Linked DNA regions of Mus musculus: all the other regions are linked to region 4. Evidence: chromatin contacts called from public HiChIP or PLAC-seq and promoter capture Hi-C data. All regions are on one chromosome and are shown on one strand. Each heading gives the region's core, a stretch centred on a gene start, on an enhancer-like site or on the middle of the called end of the contact. The rest is flanking DNA. Distances are from core to core; before and after follow the strand shown. Region 1 holds the start of Pitpnc1 (phosphatidylinositol transfer protein, cytoplasmic 1). Region 2 has its middle 36 kb from the start of Tex2. Region 3 overlaps Pecam1 (platelet/endothelial cell adhesion molecule 1). Region 4 holds the start of Kpna2 (karyopherin (importin) alpha 2).

What was found. Promoter capture Hi-C pulls out the DNA fragments that hold promoters and counts their contacts. HiChIP or PLAC-seq counts read pairs in DNA pulled down with a chosen protein or histone mark.
Region 1: an H3K4me3 HiChIP or PLAC-seq map of embryonic limb bud shows a contact between it and region 4, with 4 times the contacts expected there. The contact joins the promoter of Pitpnc1 here to the promoter of Kpna2 in region 4. A contact is called at or near these places in 3 of 39 promoter capture datasets (cranial neural crest, frontonasal cranial neural crest and liver), 1 of 484 Hi-C or Micro-C datasets (embryonic stem cells), 2 of 115 datasets of contacts at active chromatin or transcription factors (embryonic limb bud and embryonic stem cells) and 2 of 9 other capture datasets (embryonic stem cells and pancreatic islet).
Region 2: a contact with region 4 is called in a promoter capture Hi-C map of frontonasal cranial neural crest. The contact joins the enhancer-like site here to the promoter of Kpna2 in region 4. A contact is called at or near these places in 6 of 39 promoter capture datasets (the C10 cell line, cranial neural crest, frontonasal cranial neural crest and 3 more), 2 of 15 datasets of contacts at CTCF or cohesin (embryonic stem cells and pro-B cells), 11 of 484 Hi-C or Micro-C datasets (B cells, CD4 T cells, CD8 T cells and 8 more) and 3 of 115 datasets of contacts at active chromatin or transcription factors (embryonic forebrain, embryonic stem cells and pancreatic cancer cells).
Region 3: an H3K4me3 HiChIP or PLAC-seq map of bone marrow-derived macrophages shows a contact between it and region 4, with 3 times the contacts expected there. The contact joins the enhancer-like site here to the promoter of Kpna2 in region 4. A contact is called at or near these places in 2 of 39 promoter capture datasets (the HPC-7 cell line and pre-B cells), 3 of 484 Hi-C or Micro-C datasets (the N1E-115 cell line and embryonic stem cells), 1 of 115 datasets of contacts at active chromatin or transcription factors (bone marrow-derived macrophages) and 2 of 9 other capture datasets (adipose tissue and liver).

The regions. Positions count from the first base shown.
Region 1 is chr11:107,469,445-107,472,170 of GRCm38.p6, reverse strand. Pitpnc1 (phosphatidylinositol transfer protein, cytoplasmic 1) reads left to right here and starts at 1,451. Exons shown (of 9, transcript NM_001359616.1): 1 at 1,451-2,280. The coding sequence starts at 2,233.
Region 2 is chr11:106,647,308-106,650,007 of GRCm38.p6, reverse strand. No RefSeq gene overlaps it. Among named protein-coding and RNA genes, the nearest start is that of Tex2, 36 kb to the right of the region's middle. Within about 2 kb of position 1,412, at least 43 of the 459 cell types and tissues checked have an H3K27ac peak or open chromatin away from gene starts, as enhancers often do. A contact at or near this core is called in CD8 T cells, where this site is marked.
Region 3 is chr11:106,674,109-106,677,075 of GRCm38.p6, reverse strand. The region is part of intron 13 of Pecam1 (platelet/endothelial cell adhesion molecule 1); the gene reads left to right. Among named protein-coding and RNA genes, the nearest start is that of Pecam1, 40 kb to the left of the region's middle. Within about 2 kb of position 1,620, at least 285 of the 459 cell types and tissues checked have an H3K27ac peak or open chromatin away from gene starts, as enhancers often do. A contact at or near this core is called in the HPC-7 cell line, the N1E-115 cell line, adipose tissue and 2 more, where this site is marked.
Region 4 is chr11:106,998,079-107,000,876 of GRCm38.p6, reverse strand. Kpna2 (karyopherin (importin) alpha 2) reads left to right here and starts at 1,352. Exons shown (of 11, transcript NM_010655.3): 1 at 1,352-1,518. Gm39424 (a long non-coding RNA gene) reads right to left here and starts at 1,408. Exons shown (of 3, transcript XR_880255.3): 1 at 1,328-1,408.

The sequences.
Region 1 (2,726 bases), core at 202-2,701, 470 kb before region 4:
CAGAGAAACCCTGTCTCAAAAACAAAACAAAACAAAATTTCTCAGGGTGTTTGGTTTACCTTTAATTAGCTGCTGTAAATATTTCAGAGCCAACTTTGGGAAGCATTTATCTAGAAAATAGTTTTCTTTCTTTGTCTCTCTTTCTTTCTTTCTTTCTTTCTTTCTTTCTTTCTTTCTTTCTTTCTTTACCAGAATATAAGCTATGTTTAGGGTGTCATTTTCCTAGCAGGCTGGATCATGTTCCCTGAGCTCTAAACTTGGGTCATCTGGACAACATTAGCCAGAGCCCACCCTCATTATGTTGATTAGTGACTTATTGAGCATCATTTTAACATACTATACCATTGAGGCCTGCAGAGTCTGCATTGCCCAATGCAAGCTCTATGGGTGAATGTGGGTCTCCAGAACTCACAAATGCACACACACACACACACACACACACACGTTTGTGTGAACATATGCATCTATGTTTGAGAGCCAGTGATGTTTACACATTATCCTCCTATAGGCAGTGGATGCACTTTTTTCCTCCATTTTTAGGAAAACAAGCTAAAAAAAAAAAAAAAAAAAAAAAAAAACAAACCAAAACCGAATGCCAGACAAATGAAAACCAGACTTCAGCAGTTACATGCTGCTTCCTGAGTAACTAAAGAATGTGCTTCTTGTGGTTAAAATGAGAGATCTGTTTAATATGGATGAAATACCAACACCCCGGGCATTTTTATTGACATTTCACTGTGACTTTTTGAACTTAGGAGTGCTGACACGAAAACCTATTCTTTCTGCTCTGGGAAGCCTGCAGTTGGGATTGCAGAGAGCCAGGGAGAAAGAGGTAGCAGGCAATGCTTCTCTCTCTCTCTCTCTCTCTCTCTCTCTCTCTCTGTGTGTGTGTGTGTGTGTGTGTGTGGTTGCGAGCGCGCACGCATTTTTACTCTGTTTTCACCAACACTGCTGCAGAACTCCGCCTTGAGAGCATGTTAGAAAAACCCATTCTAAAACCATCATTTCTCTTGCTCCGGCCTTGCTTACTCCATCAGAGAGAAAAAAATGTTCGCTGTGAGCATTTGTAAACACGCCCCCAGCCCCAAAGTCAAGGGGCACTAGTGCACTTTGGAAACGGTTTCCAAAGCGACTAAGTAGAGAGCCCTATGGCACCCAGGTTACATTTGAAAACAGATCCAACGTTGTAAGAGTCCAGGATAGCTTCTTTGCGATTCTCTGTTCTCTTTGCGTTAGCTGTTCTAGGTTCTGGGACAGCCCTGGCGTCTGGCAGCAGACGGGAGAGACATGCTGTTTTGTTTAAATCCTCCACATTCTTTGCCATTTCCCCATTGGCCGGATGGGGCTACCCTCCCCGCCGCGGCCGCTGCTGATGTCAGCCTCGTCGCTCTCGCTCCTCCCGCACCCACCTCCCTGCCCCAGGCACACTGCAGCTCGGCGCGGACTCTCCAGTCGCGGCGAGGTGGCTGCAAACTCACGGGCACGCACGGCGCTCTCAGAGCCGAGGGACTCGGGGGAGGGGACGCGCGCAAGCCGCTGGCAGCCAACCGCCTAGGTTGAAGACACCCGGGGCCCAGAGCAGGGCAGAGCCTTGGCGGCTGCGGCTTCCCTTTTCTCTCTCAGCTGAGCTCCGGAGAGACTCGGGGACTGGCCCTAAAAAAGAGCAGGAAATCTTGTTTACCGCCCGGGGAGAGGAGCCCATCGAGCCTTTGTTTGGAAAGTCAGCATCGCCTGCTCCCGCGGCAATGTGTTCCTGGTGACATTAACCCACGGTAGACGGGTAGGAGAAAAAGGGGGCTCGCCAGGTTCAGCTCTGCTTTCGGAGGAGGATCCAGAGGAGACTTTTGTGCGTTTGTTTGAATTTGTGGAAATCCCTTTTCCTCCTCCTTTTGCCTCTCTTGCCCGCCGCCGGGCATGTCCTGATCTGGTGGCCGCGCCTACCAGCCCGGGGCTGCTGATCCGAGCTGTCTCCCGCGGGTCTCCCTCCCTCAGTGCCTGACTTTGCAATACCGAGAGGGCTGATCTCTGCGAGGAAGGAGGCGGGGGAGTCACAGACACCGGGACCCGAAGCTTGACATGCTCCGGGGCGGACCGGAGGCAGTTAGGAGCTGAGCGCACCACCGGGGCTGCTTCGCTTGCCGGTTCCCAGCGTCTTTGCCCTCCTCTGGGCTCCAGCCTTGCTCATCTGTTGGGACGCCCCCTTCTTTCCCGAGGTCTGCGGCCGGCAGGAACATGCTGCTCAAGGAGTACCGAATCTGCATGCCGCTCACCGTGGACGAGGTAGGCACCGCGCCCGGCCTCGCCCGCTCCGGGTCCCCAGCCGCCACCACTCGGCCGGCGGGTCCACTGCGTGCGGCGGGGAAACCCTGGCGCCCAAACCTGGAGGCTGGAGGGGGAGGAGGCAGGGGATTCGCTGTTCCCACTCGTCACCCCAGCAGAGGAAAGGCGGCGTGGGGGTGGGGCGGGGGAGTCCAGGTGAGCTCTTCGGGGACATCTAGAATCAGATTCCTGGGGACCACAATGCGTCACAGGGAGCTGTTGCGCCCCCTCCCTCCAATTAAGCAAATGCACAGAGTATAAGAGCCCAAGCATGCTCTGCAGCCGGAGTATCGGGGTAACCGGCCGTGGTGGTAGCCACTGTCCCCATGTCCTCTTTACAAGGTGGGCTTGCAGGGACAAATTCCGCGCGGGTGGGATCTGCAGACCAGAGTCCCGCCTTGGGGGCA
Region 2 (2,700 bases), core at 163-2,662, 350 kb after region 4:
CCGGAGATTACCAAACTGCTAGAGTCAATGCCAGATTAAAAAAAAAAAAAAAAAAAAAGAACATGGGGCGGGGTGAGGGTTGGGGGGAGAGGGGGCAGGCTGCAGTTGGGACAAGGAAAAACAGAGTGGTAGAGGCCACTTTAAAACATAACCATCATGATTTTTACTTATCAAAAAGCCACCAGGAGCTGGCCTTGGTGACATATACCGGTCATCCCAGTACATAGAAGGCAGCCAAGGGCTACACAGGGAGACTTCTAAAATACAGTAGTAAAAATAACAGCAATAGGACTGGAAAGATGGCTCAGCAGTTAAGAGTACTATCTGCTCTTCCGAAGGTCCTGAGTTCAAATCCCAGCAACCACATGGTGGCTCACAACCATCTGTACAGCTACAGAGTACTCATATACATTAAATAAATAAATAAATAAATAAATAAATAAATCTTTAAAAAATAAATAATAACATAATAACAACAACTAAGGAATGAAGAAGACTTTTTTTTTTTTTTTTTTTTTGGTTTTCAAGGCAGGGTTTCTCTGTATAGCTCTGGCTGTCCTGGAACTCACTCTGTAGACCAGGCTGGCCTCAAACCCAGAAATCCACCTGCCTCTGCCTCCCAAGTGCTGGGATTAAAGGAATGTGCCACCACTGCCCGGCGAAGAAGACATTTTTTAATGTCTTTTTAACAGACAACTGTTCTCTCTGCTCTTCAGTGAAGAACAATTTCCTGGTGCCAAAAATAGGAAAGGTGAATTTGCTGAGTAGACAGCAAACTCTATCTGGGATACAATAAGTAGATGATATGATATGGGAGAAGATGGCCCAGGCTATGGGGGAAAGGCTTGATCTGGGAAGTGTGTGTAGGGAACTACGGAGCATCTCTCATTCGGTAAGAATTAACTGGGAGCCTCCTTAAGCTGAGTTTTGAAGCAGGGAGAGGTGGAACACGCCTATAACCCCAGCACTGCGGAGGTTGAAGCAGGATTGTTGCAAGATACAGCGCAGTCGAGGCTGCAATGTGAGTGGAAAGACAGGAGGGAAGTCTGGGACTGGAGGGATTGGTCTCTGCCCGAGGGCTCAATACTACTGTTCTTGCAGAAGACCCAGCTAATGACAAACGTCCCTTGGTACAGGAACAGGGAGACTAAAGGGACAGAGCGAGCAGGACAGCAAAGATGAGACCACCTTTATTGCTGAACCAGATAAACAGTGAGGTTGCCTTATTGTACACAGATCCATTTCTTCAAATGCCTTCTTGAAATGTCTTCTCCAAAAGCCTTCTTCACACTCCTGTCACCCGAAGGGTAGGTTAGAAATGACGAATCTCGGGGCACACCCTGTATCTACCAAACACCTTGTGACCTGTGTCTCCCAAAGCCAAACCTGGGTGACTCACTAGAAGCCCTGCTGGAAAAGACGCCGCGTGTCTTTACAAATCCACAGAGCCTTCTAGCATATTTCAAGCGGTTTCGGATCCCCACAGGTTTTCAACAGCTTTTGCGGCTCATGGGCGGCAGAGATCGCCACCTGGTGGCCGAGTGTGTTAATAACATTTATTACCTTCCTAGGTCTTAATCCTCAAGAATTGGACTATCATATTAAAAGTAATTACAGTTTTAGCACAATTGTCTTGGACGTTTTTTTTTAAAAGATGGAGCCCACAGTGTTGATCTCCTCCTGCTTGACTTCAGGCAAGACAGGACCAGTTGCCTCATGTTCCAGCCACGGTACCTTCCTTGGTGTGAAAGTTGATACCCTTAAGCTATGAACAAAAGCCACCCCATCCATGAGGGGCATTTGTCAGGGATCTCTTCACAACAATGTGACATAATTGATGCCCGTGACAGAGAAGACCGGGCAGACCAAGGAAGTGTTCTATGTCAAAAGAGACTGAAGAAAGCCAAGAATGTTGAGTGTTGGCACTTAGAATTTCAGCACCAGGGGGTCTGGGACAGGGGGATGATGAGTTTGAGGTTGGCCTGTGTTACCAGTATATAAATAGATAGATAGGTAGATAGATAGATAGATAACTGAAACTATTGAGACTACATGCGTATCTGCACCACAAAACCCTAAATTGGATCCCAGACTTAAAAACAAAAATGTGGGTAAGAAGGCAAATCTGGCAAACACCCTGACAAGCTTCATGAACCAGCAGTCTGAGTTCAGTTCCCAGGACCCATGTGTAAGAGGCAGAAGAATTGAATCCAAAATCAAATACTTGATACTAAGGGAGACAAAGTCAAAAAGAAGGAGGAGGAGGAGGAAGAGGAGGGGGAGAGGAAGAGGAGGAGGAAAGGGAGGAGGAGAAAGAGGAGGAGAAGGAAGAGGATGAGGAAGAAGAGGAGGGGGAAGAGGAAGAAGAGGAAGAGGAAGAAGAGGAGGAGAAGAAGAAGGAAGAGGAGGAGGAAGAGAAGGAAGAAGAGGAGGAGAAGAAGAAGGAAAAGGAGGAGGAGGAGAAGGAAGAAGAGGAAGAGGAGAAGGAGGAGGAGGAAGAAGAGGAGGAAGAGAAGGAGGAGGAGGAGGAGGAGGAGGAGGAGGAGGAGGAGGAGGAGGCCAGCTTTGGTGGCACAGGCCTTTACTAGTACTCAGGAGGCTTAGACGTGAGGACCTTGAGTTCCAGGACAACTTGAACCATTTAGTGAGTGCGCTCCTTCCTCAGAATAAAGAGAAAAGAGAAGGCTGAGTCAGAGTGGT
Region 3 (2,967 bases), core at 371-2,870, 320 kb after region 4:
CTTATCTTGTCAGTGTAAGGACTGGAGTGTGGGTCTCAAGAACCCACATAAATACTGAGTGAGTGTGATGGCCCTCCTGTAATTCCAGTATTCCTCAAAAAACAGACAGGGGCTTCCCAGGGCAAGCTGGCTAGCTAGACCAGCCATGTCCACATTCAGCCTCCATGAATATGGTGAAGAACTGTTGTTTGTATTGATACTAGATTTTTTTTTCCATACACTATATTCAGTTTTGTTTTGTTTTGGAGACAGGGTTTCTCTGTATAGCCCTGGCTGTCCTGGAATTCACTCTGTAGACCAGGCTGGCCTGGAACTCAGAAATCTGCCTGCCTCTGCCTCCCGAGTACTGGGATTAAAGGCGTGTGCCACCACCACCCGGCCATTCTCTCTCTCTCTCTCTCTCTCTCTCTCTCTCTCTCTCTTACTCTCTCTCTCTCTCTCTCTCATTAGAAAAAAAACAGGCATCCGTAAAAAATGAGGTAAAACACAATACAATAATGAACAAACCAGAATAGAGGAAATCAAAGAAAAGCTAAGGAATACACACACACACAGACACACAACCACACACACATACACGCAATCACACACACATGCATACATGCACACACAGAAGTCCCATAGAGTCACAAATCTGGGGAACTATTGAGAAAGATTCCCAGTCTTTCTCAGACCTCCATACATGTTAGTCCTCCCAAGACATACAACCACTGCACACATACCATACATACATACATACATACATACATACATACATACATACATATATACATACAAAAGCAAACTCAGGACCATCAAGGAAGTGGCCTGAAGAAGAACAAGACAGATGTGCTATCACTGTGCAAGAGATAGTGGGTGCCAGAAATGGATGGTGTCTAGGTGCACATCTGAGATCCATCACAGCTCGTGGCCAGGATTGGGGAGCCAGAGTCCCTATATTTCTTGCTGGAGTAGCTGCATGGACGGCTGTGGTGTTTGAGGATAAGATCCGGTTTGACTGGGTTAAGTCTAAGATGCCGGTGAGACACCCTAGAGTAGGAAGCTCAGGGGTCTGGAGCTCAGAGGCAAGCCAGGACAGATGAAACTGTAGAGTGATCAGTATCAGCTGTCACTGGTCCAGCCTGGGCTTCGACTGCATCCTGGGCTTGCCAACCCAGGTAACATCTTTCTTCTTCCTAGAGGTAAGGGAAGGTGCTAGCTTAAGGGTTGAATGGCAAGATCAGAGCCGGCTACACCATCCTTTCTGTTCTGGACTGCTGCATTCTACCGTGGTGGGGGAACACTGACAGCTCCAGGCACAGGGGACCAAATCCCTGCTCTCTTGTCTGTACAGAACATCCTCAAGTTGCCTGTCACCCCGGGCTCGGATACCAGGCTGAATCCATCCTCCCACAGTGGTCCAGGCCCAGGTCTGGGCAGGCAGCAGCCTGAGGGTTGTGCATGATACTTGTGTGGGAGCGCGTGCCTGTGCGCTGGGAGTTCCGAAAGCTGAAGAGGGAAGAAGGAAGCATCACTGGCCCTGGGAAAGGCTCCATTTCCCTTTTGTTGGGAGAGTGTCCTTGTATCTGGTGTTCTTTTGCTTTCTTGAGAGTGTGGAAGGATTGAATAGAGGAAGTGTGGCAGTTCCTAGAATAGGGTGGGACCGTGGCAATTGCCTCTGGCTTCCCTCGATAGATTCTGCAGCCGTCCCTTGCAGCCAAGCTATCAGTTACATTTCCCAGCTTGCACTAGTTGCCCAGTCAGGGCTCTGGGGAAGATTCTAGAACAAAGGTCGTTTGGGTGGCAAGGGGAACTTAAGAGGATACAAATTGTGTTTCCTCCTTGTTGAAGAAGGACAGTGAGGAACTCAGGTCTGGACCACTGGTGCTGGCCCCTTGTTCTCCCCCAAGCAGGGACAAGGGCATTGATTGCTAGGTGAAGAAAGAAGGGCTTTGTGGGTTCAAGGTCAATGATGACTAAATATGAGCTAGTGCCTGCCAGCCTGGTCCCCTGTTCTCAAGGTCTCTCATCCTACACAATTGGAGGAGGCTATGGGGACCGGGTCCAGATCTAACCCTGGCTGGCAGCTCACCAAGTGGTCACTGCGGATGGAGGAGGACGGGAAGGAACTCATTAAATCCCGATTTGCTGTCTGTTTGCTCCGAGGCTAATTGCTGGGAAAACCCCATGACGTTGGAGCCGTCTCTTTCTCTGTTAGCACAGAGAAAAACAGAAACCAAAATAGAGACCCATCAGGAAACGCCTCTGACAAGCAGAGACAAACAGCTCCTGGCCTGGGCTAGTCTTTAGCAGGCAGCTGCTGCCAAGGAGACATGAGAGGGGGAAGGGCAGTGAGCAGCTGCACCCTGCTCCTCCCCTACCCCCGCCCCCACCCCCTCTTACTGAGCTGGGCAAAACCAGGGGCAAGCATAGACCATGCAGCTCAGTCTAGAAGTGGAAAGCATCCCTTCCTGACTTGAGGTAGGCACAGCCTGAAGCCGCTGAGGTCCAGAGAATATCAAACTGTTGCCAAGGAGACCAGAGAGGTACCTGGAACAGTGGAGTTCACAAGATGTCCAGGCTAACCCCACCCATGTTTGGCTGCCCAGCCCACCCAGCCCTCACCTCACCCTCATCCCAATTCATGTCCCTTCTATCCTAGCTCCTTGTTAGGCTAGGGCAGAGGAAGGTCTAGACTTGCTTCTTATGGACGACATCTTATAGCAGTTATCACGCAGTTATTTTTAGCTGTGTGTGTGTGTGTGTGTGTGTGTGTGTGTGTTGTGTGTTAGGATACACCTGTCTCTGAGTACATGCAGAAGTCATGGACTCTAATTTATGTCAGGTGTCTAATTTATGCTCAGTCTCCCACTACCTTATTCTTTTGAGACAGTCTCCTGCTGATCCTGGATCTAGGCTGGCAGCCAGCCAACCCTAGCAGTCAGCCCTCTTACCTCTGCCCCTAACAATTGCTGGGGTTATAGGTGC
Region 4 (2,798 bases), core at 103-2,602:
CTGCCTTTAGTCCCAGCACTCTGAGGTCTGTGGAGTTCAGTCAGGTCTACAGAGACACAGAGAAACCCATTAAGTGTGTGTGTGTGTGTGTGTGTGTGTGTGTTTGGGGGAAGGGAGCAAAATAAAGAAATAAATAAAAAATTTTAAAGGTTTGGAGAAAATAGGTATTAATAAGTTATTGGTTTTTTGTTTTTGTTTTTCGAGACAGGGTTTCTCTGTGTAGCCCTGGCTGTCCAGGAACTTACTCTGTAGACCAGGCTGGCTTCGAACTCAGAGAACTCAGAAATCCGCCTGCCTCTGCCTCCCAAGTGCTGGGATTAAAGGTGTGCGCCACCACCACCGGGCTAATAAATTATTGTTACCATATTTGCTGCTTCCATTGTCCTTTTTCTTTTTCTTTTTTTTTTTTTTTTTTTGCTTCTGTCCTGGAACTCACTCTGTAGACCATGCTGGCCTCGAACTCAGAAATCCGCCTGCCTCTGCTTCCTGAATGCTGGGATTAAAGGTGTGCGCCACCACTGCCCGGCTTCCATTGTCTTTATTTTCCAAGTAATCTAAAAGTTTACCACACGGGACAAAGTGGGGCATGTCTGTAATCCCAGAACTGACGTTGAGGAAGGATTGCATTAGGTTCAAGGCTAGCCTGGGCTCTATTGTTAATGTGAGACCCTGCCTCAATCCCACTCCCCATGATAAAAATTAAATAACCAGTAAATAGCACAAACAATAATATAGCGATACAACTAATGATTGCCTAAAGATAAAATAATCAACAAATACTATAAACAATATAGTGATACAACTAATGGTTAAGAGGCACACAGATCCACGTTCTCCCGGTGACCAGCTCCTGATGTAAAATTTTTTTAAAGTAAATATATTTCTCTTTTCTTTTATTGATTGATTGACTGATTGGTTGATTGAGACAGGGTCTCACTATTTAGCCCTGGTTGGCCTGGCTGTATAAACCAGGTTTGCCTTGAACTCCTAGTGCTGGGATTAAAAGCCTGCGCCAATCACCGCAAGCTAAGCCTTTTTTTACAAGTGTAATAATAATTTCGTGTGTTTGTTTAAGGACAAGCCCAGGGAAAGCAAACAGGGTACGGCCCAGTGTCCATCTAAGCATAGACGAAACGCAGGTCTCCATGCTGTGTGCTGAGATCTGGAGTCACCCTTCTGCAAGGCACCCTGGGATTGCCCGGCCGCTCCCTCATCTCGCGACGCTTCCCTGCTTACCGCCCCACCCCCACCTTTTTTTTTTTTTTTCCCCTACGACCTGCGTCTGCGTCCCACCCCCACCCCCGCCTAACGTGTTTTTCAAACCTACCAATGAACGCGCAGCTTAGGCTCAAATCAGCCAATCGGAACGCGGCGTCACCGGGAAATTTAAATCGCGCCGGCCGGCAGCACGAGGCACAAAATCTGAGGGCTGAAGGGTAGCAGACGTTTCCACAGCCGCCGACCCGCAGCTTGAGTGTCCTGCACCACCTTTCGTGGAAATCTGAGCCGGCTGTACAGGTAGGAACGGAAGCCGGTCCTGAGCAGTAACGGCCGGACGGAAGGCTGCGGGGCGGAGGGCGGGAGCAGGCCGCGCCCGGGCCGGAGCTGAGCCTCCCTGCTCCGACCAGGCCTCGGGGCGGGTTGGTTTCGCCACGCCGGGGTCAGGGTTGGCAACGCCGGGCGCTGCGGAGGGCAGCGAAGGCCTGGGAGCGGCTCGGGTCGGCGTGGAGGGACCGGAGGGCAGCCGCAGTCGAGCGGACCTACCTGGCTGTGCCGCCGCTTTCCTGATGCTTCTGCCCCGGGGAGGAGACGCAGCTTTGGGCAGGGGATGAAGGTGGCAGTTAAGACACCCCAGTTAAGCCCTTGACCCGGATCACCTGGGTCAGGGTCGAGGACGGACATAAAGCAGTTAAACCTACTAGCTTACCAGGGTACTTTGGGTTCCTGTCCCTTCGCGACGACCACACCTGGGTTCTATCGAGCCCCACTGATCACAGCTGATGTCATCCCGGCTGAATGCATTCTCTGGAAGTGTGTGCAAGATGCGGCGTTAATGCCATTGCTGACAGCGATGATGTGATGGAAGGCCCTATAATGGAACGAACCGATTCTTTATGTAACTTGCAAGAGGGTACTAGTATGGATCCGTTTTGGCCATCGATCAACAGAAAACGAGAGCTGCGTTTATTGCCTTAAGGACGTAGATGGTTGCCAGGCATTGTTGGCGCACGCCTTTAATCCCAGCACTTGGGAGGCAGAGGCAGGCCGATTTGAGTTCGAGGACAGCCAGGGATACACACAGAAACCCTGTCTCGAAAAATAAAACAAACAAAGGACGTAGATTGTTCTCCTACTTGGTGTTCTATTAACTAATGGAGCCTAGAATTTAGATCCTTGACTTAATACCGTGCTGGCTAGAGGCTTAAGACTATTGAGTGTTTGAAAAGCCGCTAATCTGTTGAGATGCCCCGTGTGCTTAAACTACCCATTGGATTTTGAAGGTGTATAAAAACAGTAAGACATCTCAATTTTTCTGTATTGATGACATCCTCAAATGGTAATAGTTTAGCTATATTGGGTAAAAGTCTTAAAATTAATTTCCTTCCTTCCTTCCTTTCTTTTTGTTTTTTCGAGGCAGGGTTTCTCTGTGTAGCCCTGGCTGTCCTGGAACTCTGTGGACCAGGCTGGCCTCGAACTCAGAAATCCTCCCGCCTCCCAAGTGCTGGGACTAAAGGAGTGCGCCACCACTGCGGGGCTCACTGTGGTTAGTGGAAATTTTAAATTATCTTTTTTTAAAA